Linked DNA regions of Gossypium hirsutum: region 2 is linked to region 1. A link is a contact called in public Hi-C data. All regions are on one chromosome and are shown on one strand. The core of a region is the stretch at or near the end of the contact, and the rest is flanking DNA. Distances in the headings are between cores, read along the strand shown.

The links. A called contact is a pair of places that touch in the nucleus more often than the background predicts.
Region 2: a contact with region 1 is called in a Hi-C map of leaf, with 2.2 times the contacts expected there. The contact joins the promoter of LOC107935803 here to the promoter of LOC107959478 in region 1. A contact is called at or near these places in 5 of 34 Hi-C or Micro-C datasets (hypocotyl and leaf).

The regions. Positions count from the first base shown.
Region 1 is chrD04:4,856,535-4,859,593 of Gossypium_hirsutum_v2.1, reverse strand. It overlaps LOC107959478, which reads right to left and starts at 1,727. Exons shown (of 4, transcript XM_041091747.1): 1 at 1,378-1,727; 2 at 1,179-1,284; 3 at 1-51. The coding sequence starts at 1,566.
Region 2 is chrD04:5,122,113-5,125,210 of Gossypium_hirsutum_v2.1, reverse strand. It overlaps LOC107935803 (probable gamma-secretase subunit PEN-2), which reads right to left and starts at 1,284. Exons shown (of 2, transcript XM_016868422.2): 1 at 939-1,284. The coding sequence starts at 1,218.

The DNA of each region.
Region 1 (3,059 bases), core at 478-2,977:
CGGTATGCAAGATGTTACCAAAACTGCCTTCAAACAAGAACATAACTGCTCCTGAAATTCATACTATATGTCAATACAAATTTTTCTCAAACCACAATAGGTTATGCATATAGAGAAAATTACCAAACCATCCCCACACCACACACTTCTTCATAAAAGCAGAAAGCATCATCTACGAAAGTAAAATTCTAAAAGTCAAAGACAACCAAAGCAAGTGTCATGTTTTCAACTATGTTACCTGACTCTCCACTTTCCCTCAAGTACCTATGTCTGACACATAATTTGGAAATCGTTATAGGTACAATCCTCTAAATATATGCAAAAACTTATAAAAAACTAAGAATACCTATGTTGAACATATATCAGCATCGAACACTCACCCATGAGTCCAGGTAACATAAAATCTATCAAGTCAGAAGCTCAGATGCTAGAATCCATTCTTATATAAAAATTTATCAGTAAATGGTGAAGAGATTCTTCTTCTAATTCAAGGAGAATTGTCTGCTATACTAGAAATCCAAAACTCTTTATCACAAAAGACCAACTAGAGTACATCATAACAAGTAGTGATCTCTAGATATTATCCAGATCAGTACTACATGGGAACAATAACGGAATTAATGCAAACAACAAGATCCTCTTCAAAAGCATACATTAATTTAGGATGCAAACCATTACAAATTCCCTTTTATTATTATTTTTGTTACTTGCCTTTTGTTATTAGCTTTTAACTTGCAAAATAATTTGTTATAAGACAAAAGCAACAGGATAATTGATTTAAAAGGAAAATGGCCCCAAGATAAAACTGATTGCAACATCGTTTCTTTTTTTTTTTTCAAATAAATGTCAAGACGATTAAAATTTTAATACTCAAAACTATAGAATTCACTCTAGCATCCAAACACACTAGTTGCCTTGCTGCTTTTGAAAATTAAGATAAATAAATAACAATCAGACAGAGTCCTTCAGTACTTTGTTTGCATAAGCAAGGACAAAATCGTATAACTGTTAACATAAATGAACTCTATAAAAGAAAATTCTCAACTTAAAGCCATATCACAACATTCAAATTTCAAACAACCCAATGCTGAGAAGTAATCAACAAACAATTCCCAAATAATAAATCAATAAAAAAAACGACAAAATAGACCAAGAAATCAATCAAATGAATAAATTACCAGGACAATGATTAGAATCAAAAGCTGTAACCTGAAATTCCTCATCCGGGTCGTTGATAACAATGGATTCCCCTACTTCAATTCCCACGAACAAAGAATCATCAAGCTGCCAAACCACGAAAAAAAAAAAGAAAACAATCAGATAACAGAAAAAAAATTATTACAAATTCTAAAACCATGATAAAGAAAAAGGCAAAACCTGAGGATAGTGTAGGAGAACAAGGGATTTGGTGAGATGAGTTGAATAAATTGGATAAGAAAAGTGAGAGGAAATGCCAGAAGTATGATCTTTATGAGCATGGGTCAAGAAATGGTGCCTTTTTCTCTTCGAAGATGGACTGAACGTGTCCACTGAGAAAGGCAGCCCTTTGGGCATTTCGATTGGCATCTCTGCTTGATGATTATTTGATTTTGGCTGAGAAGTTCACGTGAATTTGAGGGATTTTCTTCCCTCAAAGCTTCCACAGGAAGGAAGAAAAAAGGGGGGAAAATGAAGTATTTTATTACGGAATTGAGTGGGAAACTGGAATTTGAGAATCGAAGAAGAGTAGTGACCAGCTGCATCTGTCTTTTTTTATACTTACTTAAAACCGACTCTCTCTTACAGGTCAACAGACCTGTCAATGGGTTCTGCTTATCTCGGGCTGGCCTGGCCCAAATTTAAAGTATATCTTTTTAAAAATATTTTTATTTAAATTTAATTATTAAAATATAAAATATTAATATAAAATAATATATTTTTATTATTTTTGGTGGAACAAGTTTGAGCCTGTTATTGATTTTTATTTTTAAAAAAATCGAGCCTTGATTTGATGTAATCTAATTTATGGACATTAATCTAAAGTTCAAAACTCATAATTATCATACTAATCACGTCTAGAATCATAATTAAGCTCTCGAAATCGAAATAAAGTATATCAAAATTATTGATAACTTTGAAAGAAGTTACAATAATTGGATATTTCTTAATTACAATGAAAATTCATTTGATTCTTCTCTCTTATTTGGCTGTGATCCAACAATCATACAGACTTGATTTTAAAAAGATGTGGTTTGGTTCAAGGGTCATCGAGACTTGATCTTGAAGTTGAGTTTGGCGAGATGTTTGTTCAAGAATTTGATTTGATTGGATTCAAATTGCGTTGAGACTTGATCTTGAATCACTAATGTTCGTTTCAATGGTCGTTGAAACTTGATCTTGGATAGTTGAGTCTGCTTAAAGGATCGTCAAGACTTTATCATTAAAACAAGTTTTGCCTCCTTTTTGTTGGTGCAACCAGATCGGATTGGGGAGAGCTTGTGTTCAAAACTACTATGGCGTTCATCAAATTTTCTTCGAGTTCTTTGATTTCTTCAAGAACTTTTTAGACTTTTTAGAGGATTTAGAGTCTGCAAAATCTTTCCTTCAGAAAACATCTGAAGTTGTCGAATGGCTTAGAAGTGACATCTTTTTATAATGCCAATGAGACAAATAAAGATATTTTTTTTTTGATTTAACTTCTTCATTCGAGTGTTTTATAAGAATTAACTCTTTTATTTATTATTTATCTCAAATTAATTTAATTAATTAGAGTTAAAATAATCGTTAAAGAATATAAGTTGTTTATAAAAAAATTCTAAAAATACAATAATATATAGTTGACATGTACTGTTAAATGGCAATGTATCAATTTTTTATTAAATAGATAGTTGACATGACATTTTTTATAAAAATATTCTGTATTATATGTTATGTCTTCAAATAATTTAAAATTAAAAAAATAATAAATTTATAATTATTTTCAAAATTTTAAAAAGTAATATTTTTTAAAAAATAACAAAAATATCATTAAAATTTCAAAAGTATAAAGAAATCGAGAATAACAAAAATTAATTAAAAAT
Region 2 (3,098 bases), core at 35-2,534, 270 kb before region 1:
TTACTTCTCCACAGCATATAAGCCAAGAGAAAGGATAGAGAAATCAGTTGTCAGGAAACACTAAACAATTTACCTTTCCATCTCAGTAATGTCAATATGGAGCAGAATAAGTTAAATGGAATGGCTTTTAACCTTGCCTATTAATCATTTTAATTGGTAAACCAAATTCTGGGCAACATTCCAGGCTGTAATGTTGGACTTCAAATAAGGCTATTGGGTTCCAATGAAACAATGTACAAGCTCCTATTTACTTGGTTCCAAATAGATTCTATAAAGAGCCAATAGCTACTAACTTGAAATTATGTAGGCCAAACCAACTTAGATTAAATGCAAATGATTATTACAATATCAACGGATCAAATTCAAGTCCAAAGAGTTTGTCTTAGACAATTATAACTTCTTTTTTTGCCTTTCACTAACCAAACTGTGAACTTTAAATAAATAGACTAAAGTCTTATTAGTCTAAATATTCATTGCAATACTTCTAGCGTTTGCATGTTGATTGCTCAAATTTTACTTAATAATAATAATGTATTTAACTTGTGATCAGCAAATAACTAAATATAACTTACATTCAATCATATAATTGTTCAATAGACAAGTAAAACCACGTACTTTAGTTATTCAAAAATACTAAATTTTCAATTTTAATTATTTAAAATTTTAAGTATACCTTACAATTTTTTTCATCCATATGAATTCTCAAGTCAAAAGCTAAAAAAAAAAAAAAGAAGGTAAAAGGCAACAACAGCCAATAAATCCTATGATTTCCATAGATTGATCTACTACATAGCAACTTAAATTGAAATTCTTAATCAATTCGCTAAAGACAAAAACATCAAAGCAGCAACAAGAATTTGGAAAAGAAATCGAAAAATTCTCGATTAAATAAACAAATAAAGGAAATATTAAATAATGTGAGAAGAAAGTGAAATTACAGGGGCGAAGGCGAGGGAAGGAGCGAGAGTGACGGAGAACAGGCCAGAAGTAGAAGCAATTGATGGCCCAAAGAAAAGGCAGAAGCGCGTAGCCGAACTTGTAGAACCTCCGAGCGTAGGCTAACGATTCTTCCTCCGACAGGCCCAACGGACCGTCGATTGTGGGCCACACCGGCGTCGATGACAGTATAGAATTGCTATTGTTTGTGTAATTGCTGTTAGGGTTAGGGTGAGGGTTCAGGGCTGCGTTCGCTGATGCCTGCGACTGTGAGGCTTCCATTTCGGATCTACTGCTCCGAAACGATGTCGTTGGAGCTGAAACCTTGTGCTTTGCTCTTGGGAGAAGACCCTTCCGTTTAATTAAGTGACTTAATTATTAGTAAATTTCTTTTCTGATCCCTCTAATTATGGAAAATTATAAAATAATCATCCATCTATTAGTATTTTTTTTGGTCATTTAACTGTGAAAATTTATTAAATGGTCATCCAATCATTCAATTTTTCTTTTTTATCACCAAATTGCAAACGTTGACAGCTTTTAAAATTATCATAATAGTAATTTTAACCCTCAATATTTATATATTATATTTTTTATTATAAAAATCTAACCTTCAACATTCAAAATTTGTGTAATTTAATCTTTTTTGCAATTCTTCTTTTCTTTGTGATCTTTTCACTTAAAATCCCAAAAATAAAATTATTCTAACCTTCAACATTCAAAATTTGTGTAATTGGATTTTTTTGCAATTTTTCTTTTCTTTGTGATCCTTTCACTTAAAACCCCTAAAAATAAATCTATAAACTAAATTTGATTAACACTCAAAAATCTAAAATAATAATTCAAAATTCATCTTTTCTCGTTCTTTTGAAATTAACCTTCAATGTCACAAAGAAAAGTAAAATTGCAAAAAAGAAAATTATCAAATTACACAATATGTGAATGTTGAGTGTTACCTTTTTTAAAATCAAGATTAAATTGACATAATTATAAATGTTGAGAGTTAATATTGCTATTATGCCAATTTTAAAAGTTGTCTGGTGACCAGAAAATACAATATTAAATAGTTGGGTTACCATTTGTAATTTTTCATTGTTGGGTGATCAAAAAAAATTTACTATAATTGAATAACCATCTTATAACTTTTCATAATCAGGTGATAAAAAAACACTAATATTTCGATGACTATTAATATAGTTTACCCAAAACAAAATCTACCTAACCAAACTTATTAATAAATATTAAATTTAAAAATATAAATATTACAAATTTAATTATTAATATTGTTAAAATTTTTCTATTATTATATTAAGGCCCATCCTACTACTAATAAATATCGAAATATAAATATCACTATATGTTTAAAATAGATTTTAAGCTTTTATATTTTTGTTAAATTTCGATATTAAATAAATTAATTTTTTGAAAAATTGAAGAAATTTAATTCTTATTAATTTCGATATTAAGCAATTAAACAAAATTAATTACGGTGTGAATGTTTCAATTTTACATAACTTTAATTGGTATAATAATCAATTTAACATTCAATATTTATTTATTTGGTAAATTTAGTCTTAATTTTAAAAAATTTAAAAAATTTAACTCTTAATATTCATACATTTGTCAATTTGATTCTAATTATTAAAAAATTTATCTGCAAATTAAAAAATATACATGGAATTTTATGTATTTTTAATTTTAATTCCTTTGAATGTTTTTTCTCTCATCTCGTCTTCGTTTCTTCCTCAGCCAAAGAAAGTAAACCCATTTCTCCCTCAACTGCAGAAAGCAAATTTAGAACTCATGTATTCCTCAAGTCCAAAATAAAAACCAAAATGATATTTTAAAAGATCAAAACCTTCTTTGTTTTCAAAATCCCAACTCGAAACAGCCGATTTTTTATTTTTGTGAGTGGATATATATGGCTCCTTGCTTGTTTGTGAATCATTATGGTTATATTTGTATTGTGATGTTTTCAGAGTTAGAAATTATGTGTTTGTATGTTCATGTAAATCATGTATCCCTTGTGGGTTTTCTGGATTCTTGGCATGAACAGTGAAGTTCAAAGAGTTATCTTTTGGGGGTTTTATGTTTGCAATGACTTTTGATTCATCTCTAAGTTCCATCCATTGCAATAATAAATTACATTTGACTAATGAACA